Regions from separate parts of the Mus musculus genome. Here regions 1 and 2 are each linked to region 3. Evidence: chromatin contacts called from public Hi-C data. All regions are on one chromosome and are shown on one strand. The core of a region is the stretch at or near the end of the contact, and the rest is flanking DNA. Distances in the headings are between cores, read along the strand shown.

Region 1 (3,851 bases), core at 1,204-3,703, 1.3 Mb after region 3:
AGGAGGTATCTGATTCTCTGCTTGCCATCCAGCAACGAGAGAGGCGTGTTTTACCTCAGTGTTCCTGCGCTGGGGCCCACTGGGGCTCCGTCACCACCTTCCTTACCTCACAGCCATCTCTTCCAGGGACAAAGCCAGCCAGATGGCTTCTTTAGATCATCCTGGCCCTCGCCAGACCCCTGCTCCACCCTTCATATAGCCTTCTCTGTGTGTGCTCATGCTTGAGTGTGCACGTGCAGGTGTGTGTGGTGGCCATGCTGGACATGAGTTATCTTTTTCTCGCCTTTGGGCTGCTGAGGTGGCTCAGCAGATAAAGGAGCTTGCTGCCAAGCATGATGACCTGAGTTTGATCCCTGGGACGCACGCGACGCATAGGGAAAATTGACTTCCTCAACTTGTCCTCTGACCAGCTCCATCTGTGTGCACCCGCACCTGCCCCCTATACGCATAATGTAACACAACATTGTTAAGAGAATCTCTAAGCGAAGGAAGCCTAAGCTTGCTGATTCAGCTACACTGGCTGGCCAGCAAGGGCTCCTCCTGTCTCTATCGCTCCAGAGCAGGGTTTACAGGAGTGTCCCACATACCACTTACATGGGCACATGGATCTGAACCCTGACCCAGATGGGAAGTCACCATGATTCACTCCCATCCTCCGTAGGCTTGGGGAGGATATATGTGAGCCAGAGGAGAGACGAGCCGATGCAAGGCACCAAAGTGTGGTATCAAGGAGGGTTCAGGTCAAAGGACAGATGGCAGCAGGTATTGGCAGGCAGGTGGGGGAGTCTGGCCAGGCTCTGCTGGAATGAGCCATGAGATTCTTTGGAAAAGAGCTTGGGACATCTTCGGATGTCGGACACAGAAATACTGTGAGACCCTTCAAGCCCACTCCATGGTACATACCAGAGAGAACTTGAGCTATAATTCCACACAGAAAGGCACATACGGTCATGTTTGTAGCACCTTTGCCTACATGATCAGAAAATCTAGCCACCCAATTTGAGGTGTTCATACAGGGGAATATTAGTTACCCACAGAAAGCAAAAAAAAAATTTTTTTTTAATTAAACCTAAGTGAATGGGTCAAACCCAGTTACGAGCTACAAATAAAACCCACAGCAACAGGAACTTAATACCGGTGGCCAGTGGGGAGGCCTGCCAGGAAAGGCAGGGTAGGAAGTGAGTTCAAGTAGCCCGTGGGCAGGGTGCACATGTTGGGGTGTCTAATGGAAGTGATTGTTGCACAACAGTCTAGAAACTTCTAGATTGTGCACTTTAGATGAGCAACTGTTGGCCCGTGATTTCTGTCAATGGACCCAGAGTTCTGTTTAGCTTGTGCGTATTCCTGTGTGCACTCTCAGATGTGTGTATGGGTGTGGAAGGTAGTGGTTAACATCCAACACTCATGCTGGCTTGAGTCATGTGAACACAGGGCAGAGGGACAAGGACAGTGGAGGGAATCCAGTGTCTGACTCTAGTGGACTTGTGCCTAGGGCACTTAGGTAGTCTGTCTCTGGGGGGTGGGGGGGTGGTCTTAGCATGCTTGGCTGTCACATGGCTCACAGCTATGGGTGCTCACCTTGGGATCCTGAGACCACTCCAGTGTCTGAGTTTCCATTCAGAGTGAGGTGTAGCCTGGCCTCCTCTTCCTAGGCTAGCTCCAGAACACACTTGCTGCTACTTCTGCAGTTCCCTCCAGTCTCCACTCCCACCTCACCCCACCCCCACCACCCTGCCTTGTTCACCGGACTTGTCCCAAAGGCATTAAGTCCTGAAGATGCTCCCAGCCCTTCTCTTCCAGATGTTTCCAAGCCCACGAGGGGAGGAAGTGAAGAACACAGAGACGCCAGATAATTTAATATCTTCCTAACCCCCGCCGTCATAGTCGGGAGTGATTTATCTTGAGAAAGGTTCTGGATGGTGTATGAGGCGGGGGCGCTATCCCCCCTCCAGGAAGTGTAGAATTAGAGCTGGAGAAGATGACTGTTAACAGCTGCCAGAGTCAGGTCCAGAGGGAAGTCTTTGACCTCCTGGGTCGCTTCAGACCCTGTGACCATCCCTTTGAGGGGGAAAAAATATCTTGCCTGGCATCGTTTGCTGTATATATTATACATCAATGTATATATTTAGCAAAGAATTTCAAGTTCTTTGGGAACAAGAATCCCAGCATCCTGTTTTCACATGTCCAGAACAGAGATAAGGATCAAATTTAGCCAGTAACACTGATGCTATAGGACATGCATGCGGGGGCCAGAGCTAGTGTGCATCCCCTTTCCCAGAGCTTGTGGCCAGATGGACGTGCAAGCTTCAGAGTTTGCAGAACTCCCGTTTCTCTTGGATTCTCAGAGGTCAAGGCTAGCCTGTGGCAGATGGGAATGCAGTTAGGGGCACTGGGATGTTTGGAGAGAGGCTCTGTGTGGCCTAGTTCTGTACAGAGGTGGAACCATGAATTTGCAGGGGGTGTGGGGGACCCTACAGGGCAACATTGAATCTTCAAGTCACCTAGCTGCCTCTCAGCCAACTCTTGGCTGTATGTCAATCAAAGCTGAGCACATGGAGGCCTGGTAGTCAGTCAACCAGGCAGATAAATCAGTTGGGAATTATAGCCAGGCAAGGATACACAGGTTCTAGAAAACACTTAAGTGAAGGGGTTGGTTGGAGTGTGTTGGAGGGAGAGGCTGGAGTCTCTGTTCTCAGTCACAATCACCCTGTGGGGTTGGTGGTTGACGAGTGCCTAGCCTGTGAAGCCCGGCTCTAGCTGCACTGGGAGCCACTGACCCGGCTCTGGCTGCACTGTGAGCCACTGACCATTCTGGCCCGGATCACCTGAGTCCTAGTTAGGGTTTCCATCACTGTGAACAGACAACCATGGCCAAGGCAACTCTTATAAAGGACAACATTTAATCAGGGCTGGCTTTACAAGTTCAGAGATTCAGTCCATTATCAAGGTGGGAGCAAGGCAGCATCCAGGGAGATGTGGGGCTGGAGGAACTGAAAGTTCTACACTTTGCTCCAATGGCAGACAGGAAAAGACTGGCACCCACATGGCTAGGAGGAGGGTCTCAAAACCCATACCCACAGTGACACACTTTCTGCAACAAGCCACACCTCCTAATAGTGCCACTCCCTGGGCCAAGCATATTCAAACCACCACGTTCTACTCCCTGACTCTAATAGACTTGTTCAAACATATGAGTCTATGGGGGCCATACCTAGCCATAGCATAATGAAAAATACATTTAGTCCAACTTCCAAAGTCTTCATAGCCTATCACAGTCTCAACAACGTCTAAAAGTCCAAAGTTCTAAGTCTCTTATGAGAGTCATCCAGTCTCCAAACTGTGATCACCTATAAAATCAAAATGATAATAATAAAAAAAACCAGATCACATAACTCAAACATCACAGGCTATACATTGTCATTCCAAAATGGCGTAGTGAAGAAATCCTGGACAAAGCAAGACCAAAAATCAGCCGGACAATCTCCCAACTCTGCATCTCTATGTCTGATGTCAAAGCTGTCTTCAGATCTTCACTCCTTTTTCATCTTTGTTGACTGCATCGGAGTTCTTTCTTCTGGGCTGGCTCTATTCCCTGTTAGCAGCTTTCCTCGGCAGGTATCCCACACTCTGACATCCCAAACATCTTGGGGTCTTCAAGGCAACTTCAACGGTACAGTTTCTTGTTCCAGTGTCTGGGGTCCACACATGATCTTCTGGGCTCCTCCAATGGGCTTGGGTCACGTCTCCAGCTCTGCTTTCTGTGGTACTTTAGGCTATGGCTGATTCCACTCCACTGCTGCTGCTGTTCTTGATGGTCATCCCATGGCATGAGCATCTACAATACACTGGGG
Region 2 (3,584 bases), core at 312-2,811, 1.1 Mb after region 3:
GGAGGTTAGCCCTGTGGGGATGACAGTAGGTGTCGAGGACACAGCCATGGCTGAGCGAGCCTCTGAGGCTTGAAGCAACCATGCCAACGTTCATCATCAAATTTAAATCTTTTAATAAAGTTAAACAGCCTGAAAAATGTTCTCACTGGTTATTAAAGTCAACCAACGGGACTATAGTTCCAAAGAAAAGACATGTGGGAGAGAGGAGAGAGGAACAAAGCAGGGGTGAAGCCCAGCCTGCTGCGTACTCCCAATACCCCCTCCCTCATCCCTCCATTGTGCCTCCTATACGGAGCACCGAAGCTCTGGCTGTCTGCAGCAGCGTCCAGCCAAGGCTCCCTACACCCCAGATGTGTCTGCCTCTCTGTTTCTTGATTGCAGAAGGGGGCTGGCTGGGGATCTCTGCCACATGTCCTCCCTCGGCACTTTCATTCAAGTCTCAGACTGAATACTATCTCCTCAAGAAGACTAGCATTAGTGCCTCCCCCCAAAACATCACCCCCCCCCCTCTCTTCCACCCACCATGGCCACATGTTGATCAGTGTTAGAAGGGCTTTTAATTCATTCATGTCTATCTTCTAGACAATGTAACCCCATCTCAGCATCTTCCCGGTGGGCTCAGAAATGCCTGGGGCCGGGTGGAAAGGGCCTGAGAACATAGGTGACTCTTGAGGATACAGGGACTGGTGAAAGCCAAAGGCCACTTGTGGCCTCCCTGGTGGGAAAGACTGAAGCAGTTTCTCTGTAGCTTCCATATGGAGACATGTGGGCACAGAGAGGGGCTTGGCACAGGGCTTCACAGTAAGCAGAGGCTTGGGTCAGCTAGATCCCGGCTGGGGACAGAGGTCAGGGCGTTCTAGGAGGAATGTGGGGGCTTCTTGCTGTAACAGGGAAGGTCATTTGGAATGGCTCAGCAGGTCCTGTGCTACCTGGTTACATACGCTAAATCAGAGGGTGCTTCCGGGCTGGGCTTCGTTCGCTATGCCCACTATGGAGAGAGCTGACAGAAGAAAGCCTCTTTTAGTGAGGAGAGAAGTGGTGGGCAGAGGCCAGGGCCTCGAAACCCCCAGGCCTTGCCACCCTGGCAGAGAGAGAGACCCAGAAGCATTCTCCTTGGCAGAAGGGAAGAGCCTAGTCTCGGCTGTGAAAAAACAAAACAAAATTAATGTTCTCCACTGTGTGTGCAGTCACGTTGACAGGGAGGCAAAGCCCGTGCGGTTGATAATTTCACAGTGCAAGTCCCAGGAGAGCAAAAGAGCTTTTTTTCTTTTTAATAAAAAGTTTAGATTGTACACAGCTCTCGGAGGCCCGTTAGCTACCAGACTCTGCCTAGCAGAGGCCGTTGTTTCTTTGCTTTTCTCTAAGCGAATGTGTTTAATCTCCCAGCGGTACCACCGAGCAAAGAAGCAGTGTGTGTGTGTGTGTGTGTGTGTGTGTGTGTGTGTGTGTGTGTGTGTGTGTGTGTGTGTGCTGCTGACGCTCGCTCGGCCTCTCCGTGTGTCCTCTCCTGGGAGCCAGGGTGACTCAGGCTCTGGCTGGAGCCTCTGACGCAGGTGGAATTGCATTAGGGCCCTGGCAGGGGCTGGTGCAGGGCCATTAGTCACTGATGAGGGCTGGGGGCAGGGGTTGTTCCCACTTACAGAGGTGGGCTTCGGGTGGCAGCCGTCCACCTCCCGTCTGCTCAGAGCTAGTCACCTGAAGAGATGGAAGACCCACTTCCACAAAGGGCAGAAATCATCCGTCCACACTGGAGGACTCTCCTATAGTCCAGGCAGCCCCCTCCTCCATGCCAGCCATTCTGTGGTCATCTCTGTTTTCTCACAGAGCTCAGCCCACTCCTTCCGGCTCCTTCAGCCCCTGCTCAGCTGGGTTGTCGCCCCCTACATCTCCATCACACATTTATCAACAACATCCTGTTTATTCACTTGGATCTCCAGAACAGCAGACCTCCTGTCAGGGCCCCTGCTGGGCCTCCCGCTTGCAGTGTCACCTGGCCCTGCAGGCGGGAGCTTACCAAACACTGGCTGAATGGGTAAATGCCGCCCGCATCCTGTCTGGAGGCTCAGGATGGGCTATTAAGTATCTACAAGGCACACACTGGCTTTAAGCACTCTCCATACTGCTTTTTCAGAAAGAATGGACGGAGCCAAACGCAGACATAAGACCTGGAGGACACTTGGCTCTCTTGGGGTAGTTGGTTTTAGAGCATCGAGGGTAACTCCTGTCTCAGATCAGGAGGCCACGGGACCTGACACTGTCCCAGGCACCCCAAGGGACCGAGAGGTCCTGAACCCCTTGAAAGAGCCATAGGTCGGTCAAGCCTCCTGCCCTGGCCCTGAAGGCCTGCCCCACAGCAGGTGACTGGCAGAGGGCTCTAGGCCATCCAGCCCCCAATTAGAAAACCAACAACACTGTGCAGACTTGTTGAGGGGGGCCTCCTCCCAGTGTGTTGCCCTTCCTAGGGGGCATTTAATAATTGATATCTTAGTCCTGGGGTACCTTTTAAATCTCTTAGACTAAGGGGAGAAGTAACAAGCAAAGGAGGTCTTGTTTGTTAAAAGAAATGCAAGACACCTCAGGAGGGAGTCCGGCTTTCAGACTCTGAGCTGAAGAGGGTCAGGGCTCTGTTCCTCTCCCTCCACTTCCTTCAGAAGTTCTAGGCTAAGTAGAAAGGGAGAAGAGAATGTGGCCAGCAAGATGGGAGTGAGACTGAGGCTGGGATGGATAGGTAGTAGCTCCTCCCTGACAGTAGGCCTTGGAGAGCTGAATTCGTAGGTGGTCAGGATAAGGCTCAGAAGCAAGCTCATGTGTCACAGGTCTGGGCTTAGAGAACTGGCTGCCTGGCCAGCTTACAACAACAGAAGAGCAGAAGGGCTGGGCACAGGGCATCTTTGCAGTGCTTCTAAGTGTGTAAATTAAGGAGTTGTGTCCAGCTAGAGCCAGAGAAGAACCAAACATTCAACCCCTTGGAGTCAGCGACAACCAGGAGCAGAATTATCATACTGAGAATGATATGGGCTGTGAATCGAACCCTAGTGTTAGATAGCGCACAGCATCCTGTTGTCCATGGCTTCCATAGAGGAAGTGAGCAAGAGCATGCAGCCAGATAGCAGATGGAAGATTTTAACCCTTTAAATATGCACAAAGTCATGTGCTAGACCAGACAAAGGCCTGTGTTTGATTCTAAGCACCACAGAAAACAGAAAAACAAACAAACAAACAAACAAACAAATAAAAAACCTGCCTTTCCCAGTTTCTTTGGCTAGAAAAAGCAAACATGTATCAAAGAACAATTATGTCCCTAGAGGAAAAAAAAATCTACATCTGCTAAATATGGTGATGAAATAGGAGGGGCAGGAGCTCAAGGCCAGCTTCAACTTTGTAGTAAGTTGGATATTAGCTTGGATCACAGGAGATCCTATCTCTAGAAATAATTCCCAAACACCAAACATACATACATACATACACACAAGAAGCAGTTGTCACTCACAAATACAAACTGGGAAAGAAAGAAATCTTGAAAATTACAATATGCAGGAGGCAGAGGCAGATGGATCTCTGTGAGTTAGAGACCAACCTGGTCT
Region 3 (3,815 bases), core at 563-3,062:
TTTGAGTGATCACAGCAGCTCTGATGTATGGACGTGTCCAACCCAATGAAACAGCCACATGACACTTAGCTCTGCTGCTCCTTGTTGTAGGACCCTGGAGAAGGCTTTTTCCTCCCCTGACCTCAGTTTCCCTATCTGTTAAATGGGCACAAAAACTGGCCCAATGCAAAAAGCCAACATATGAGAGCATTGAACGACACCATATGAGGTAAGATGCTGGATGTGAGCAGATGTTTCATAGACATATGACGGCCCACTGGCTGGCCATGCGCGGCCAGAGGTGAGCCCGCCCACAGGGCTGCAGCTCAGTCAGAGCCTTGGTTTAGAACCGTATTCTTCCACTTCCAGTGTTTTGCCTTAGTTTTTGAATCTGCAACATGGGCACTATACTGCCTCTTCCTTGCATGAAGTCGAGGAAGGATGGCACACCACTCCCCAGCCACAAGCAGTCTGGGTACCAGATTTTAGGCCAAGAGTGCTTGGGGCGTTGCTGAGCGAGGAAAGGGAGAGGCAGAACCGCCCGCAGTTACTCCTGTTGCTGCTGCGCTGCCTTTCGGGTTCTGCGTGGTGTAACAGAGCGTGACTCACCCCTGTTTTCATTCACGAGTTCAGGCACCCACTTTAAATAGACTTCACTTGGGATCTACCCTGGGATAATTACTTAATGTGCCATCTAATCGGAGATCTAATTAACGCAGGCGTTCTCTGACAGCCATCACGGAGCGCAGAAAGCAGGTAGGCGCAAGGCTGTCACCTGGATCCTTGAGGAGGTGTCTGAGGCCTGGGAGCAACCCCGGAGCAGCAGAGAAAGGCTACAGAGCACTAGCACCCTCACCCTGTGACTTTCGAGGCGACACAGGAACAAGGGGTACAGGCTCTGGAGGCCTGACCCCTGCTGCTGACCCGGAAGGGCAGTGTTTAGTGCTTGCATTGCTATGGTGGGGTGGGACCGCGATGGCGGGCCAGTGCCTTCTCTGAGGAATGGCAGTGTGGAGAGGGAAATGCTGTGGGGTCCAATGAATAATGCTTAGGTCACATCAGAGGAAGTGTGCTGGAAGTAGATCCCGGCAGTGGGCTTGTTGACGCTGCACTAGTCTGAGCATCGATTCTGCACTCAACTAACTCTCACACGACCACTGCACCTCCTATGAGCCCCAGAATTCCAATGTCCATTCCAGTGACCTCTCCAGTGACAAAGGGCTCTCTGGAAAGCCCTGCTGGCCTCAGGATGAGACAGTTAGCTGCTGTTTTCAGTTATTCAACCTCGACTCCTCAGGAACCAGTGAAGAACCAAATTCCAGGAGAGCCCAACGTGTTGGAGTTGTCCAAAACAAACATCACCCAAACGTCCAAGGAGATGAGGTAACAACGCTAAGGTCCAGCCGCAGCCCCCGGAAGTGCAGGTGGCCACTGAGCACAAAACTAAGTTTACAGATATGTCAGTAACCTCACTTTGCAGGAAGGGATTCCTCAGATCAAAGTCCAAGAGGAGGTCAGGGGTCAACCTCCATTGTGACACTTCTAAACCCCACCATCCAAAATTCCCAAGGAGTGGCAGCTGGGGCCAGAAATGGAGGGACCAGAACCACAAAACACAAACAAGGGTCCTTTGGCTGCGTTGACGTCTTCAAACAGCCCTGCTCAAGGTATGGTCACTCACTATATTATACTTAATATAATATTATTTATAGGGCCAGTCACTTTATTATATTTAATATTACTTGTATTAGATTTATATTAGGTTCAGGAGCTCTGAAGACCCAGAGAATATTCCAGAGGTAATGCTTCTGTCTGGCCCCAGAGGGTGCTATTGCCTCACAAATGAAATACCTTCCCTTTGCAGAGCCTAGAAGTTTCCATGCACAGAGAATCTTCCAGAGTTCTTTGGCTGGTCCCCCTTTTCTGCAGAGGAAGTCTTTTCAAACCCTGTGGCTGGAGCAAAGAGCAGGACCTGTCAGAGCTGGGACACTGTTTGTTGATTGTCACTGTGTGTCCAGTCTGTTGCAATGTGTCAGAGAGTATTACCACGTATCAAAGCCTGGCCCTCTGCTCTATGGGCTACATACCTTTCCTCTTACATACTCTACTGTGTGGTGTGGACATTCTGTCCCTATGCTGTAGGGCCTTATAGAAACTGGACACTTGCATGAGGTCCCAGTGTCCCCAAAAGGACCTGGGACTGCATGATAGTACCCTTGCGTCATTTGGGGACTTTGTGATCCTAAATTTCAGCGGATCCCTCTGGTGTTCAGGAGAACACATGTCTGTAAGGCATTTCCGGTTCCTTCTGGCCCTGCTGCAGGGCCCTCGGGCCTCCAGGCTCCCTTGGAGGTGTCTGGCAGCCAGCAAGTCCTTGGGAAAGGTCCTGCTCAACAATGAGCTCTGGCCAGATGTTCTGGGGTTTTGAGCCATATTTTTTATGACCCAAGAAGGACCCTTTCCATCATTTTTAAGGAAGGGAAGAACTCAATGAGTGGGAAAACTGGGTTTAGGGTGTCTGTTTTATACTGTAATGTGCAGAGGAGGCCAAGGTTGGGGTCTCTTTATAGCTTCAGCTGAGCCAGCAATGTTGAAGGCCATAAGTCAGGCAGGGGATACAGGGTTGAAGAGAAGTGTTTTCTTCTCACAGTTATTTATGCACAAGAGGGAGAAGGAAGAGGAGGAGGAGAAGAAGAGGGAGACCTAGGATAGGAGATGGACAAGGCAGCCATGAGCACCACCCTCCTTTGCTTGCCTTATGCCAGATCACACACCGGGTTAATGATCTGGACCCAGCCTTCACTGGGAAAAGGAGGAGAGCAGTAACAAAAGATGTTGGACATGCTCCTCTGGCCTACGCGCACACACACACACACACACACACACACACACACACGTGCACACACACACATATACACACACATATACACAGAGACACACACACATGCACACACAGACACACACACACACACACATACCACACACACACACTCAAAACATACAAAAATAGGAAGTTAAAAAAAAGAGCATCATTAGGCAAAATGTGCTAACTGAACGAACACCAACTGAAATGAACTGGGCATGCTGGGATCTTAGGGGGCAGAGCATGGCCCCCCAGGATAAAGGTTTTCTAAATCACCTAGTGTCTAACCAGTCATTCTCTCTTAACATGAACCATGTCTGGTCTTCAAGAAGCTCACGACCAGCATCCCAGGGCTTGAGAAGACAAAAATGGCAGCTGAGAGCTTTTCAACATGGTAGGCATTCCAAGCTTCCAGTGGGCTTTGTCCAGCATGCTCTAATGAGGCAAAGACAGCCCTGCAGCTGTTAACTAACCCACAGAAGCTTTTCTTGGTGGCTCCTCTTGCAGCTGCTGAGAAAGGGTCAGAGAAGGGAGGGCGCACAGGAAGTCCCTATCCGTCCCCACTGGCAGTGGCTCCAATGAGCATATGCCTCCCACAGACCCCATCAAGGGCTGCCTGGGACTTCATGTGATGAATTGGTTCTCTCCGGGTGAGCTTCCTCCTGCTTTTCAGGGGCAGGAAGGTCTGTCAAACATTGTTGAGCATCGTGGTTTGAATCAAAATGACTTCCAATAGGCTTGTATGGAGTAGCAATATTTGGGGGTGTGGTCTTGTTGGAGTAGGTGTGACCTTGTTGGAGGAAGTGTGTCACAGGCTTTGAAGTTTCAAAAGCTCAAGCCAGGCCCAGTGTCACTCTTTCTTCCAGCTGCCTGCTGATCCAGATGTGGAACTCTCAGCTCTCTTTCCAGCACCACATCTGCCTGCACAGGACCTTGCCTCTCAGCATGACAATAATGGACTGAACCTCTGAAC

Evidence for each region. A called contact is a pair of places that touch in the nucleus more often than the background predicts.
Region 1: a contact with region 3 is called in a Hi-C map of the N1E-115 cell line, with 12 times the contacts expected there. The contact joins two enhancer-like sites. A contact is called at or near these places in 3 of 15 datasets of contacts at CTCF or cohesin (the NIH/3T3 cell line, hippocampal excitatory neurons and stem cell-derived epiblast-like cells), 56 of 484 Hi-C or Micro-C datasets (the AtT-20 cell line, B cells, the Ba/F3 cell line and 40 more) and 2 of 115 datasets of contacts at active chromatin or transcription factors (astrocytes and oligodendrocyte precursor cells).
Region 2: a contact with region 3 is called in a Hi-C map of muscle stem cells, with 4 times the contacts expected there. The contact joins two enhancer-like sites. A contact is called at or near these places in 5 of 484 Hi-C or Micro-C datasets (B cells, differentiating embryonic stem cells, embryonic stem cells and 2 more).

Annotation. Positions count from the first base shown.
Region 1 is chr2:173,557,338-173,561,188 of GRCm38.p6, reverse strand. No RefSeq gene overlaps it. Among named protein-coding and RNA genes, the nearest start is that of Ankrd60, 19 kb to the left of the region's middle. Within about 2 kb of position 2,453, at least 2 of the 459 cell types and tissues checked have an H3K27ac peak or open chromatin away from gene starts, as enhancers often do. A contact at or near this core is called in the N1E-115 cell line, where this site is marked.
Region 2 is chr2:173,788,403-173,791,986 of GRCm38.p6, reverse strand. It overlaps the pseudogene Gm14371. Among named protein-coding and RNA genes, the nearest start is that of Vapb, 53 kb to the right of the region's middle. Within about 2 kb of position 1,561, at least 109 of the 459 cell types and tissues checked have an H3K27ac peak or open chromatin away from gene starts, as enhancers often do. A contact at or near this core is called in muscle stem cells and uterus, where this site is marked.
Region 3 is chr2:174,898,823-174,902,637 of GRCm38.p6, reverse strand. No RefSeq gene overlaps it. Among named protein-coding and RNA genes, the nearest start is that of Gm40017, 18 kb to the left of the region's middle. Within about 2 kb of position 1,812, at least 21 of the 459 cell types and tissues checked have an H3K27ac peak or open chromatin away from gene starts, as enhancers often do. A contact at or near this core is called in the N1E-115 cell line, muscle stem cells and uterus, where this site is marked.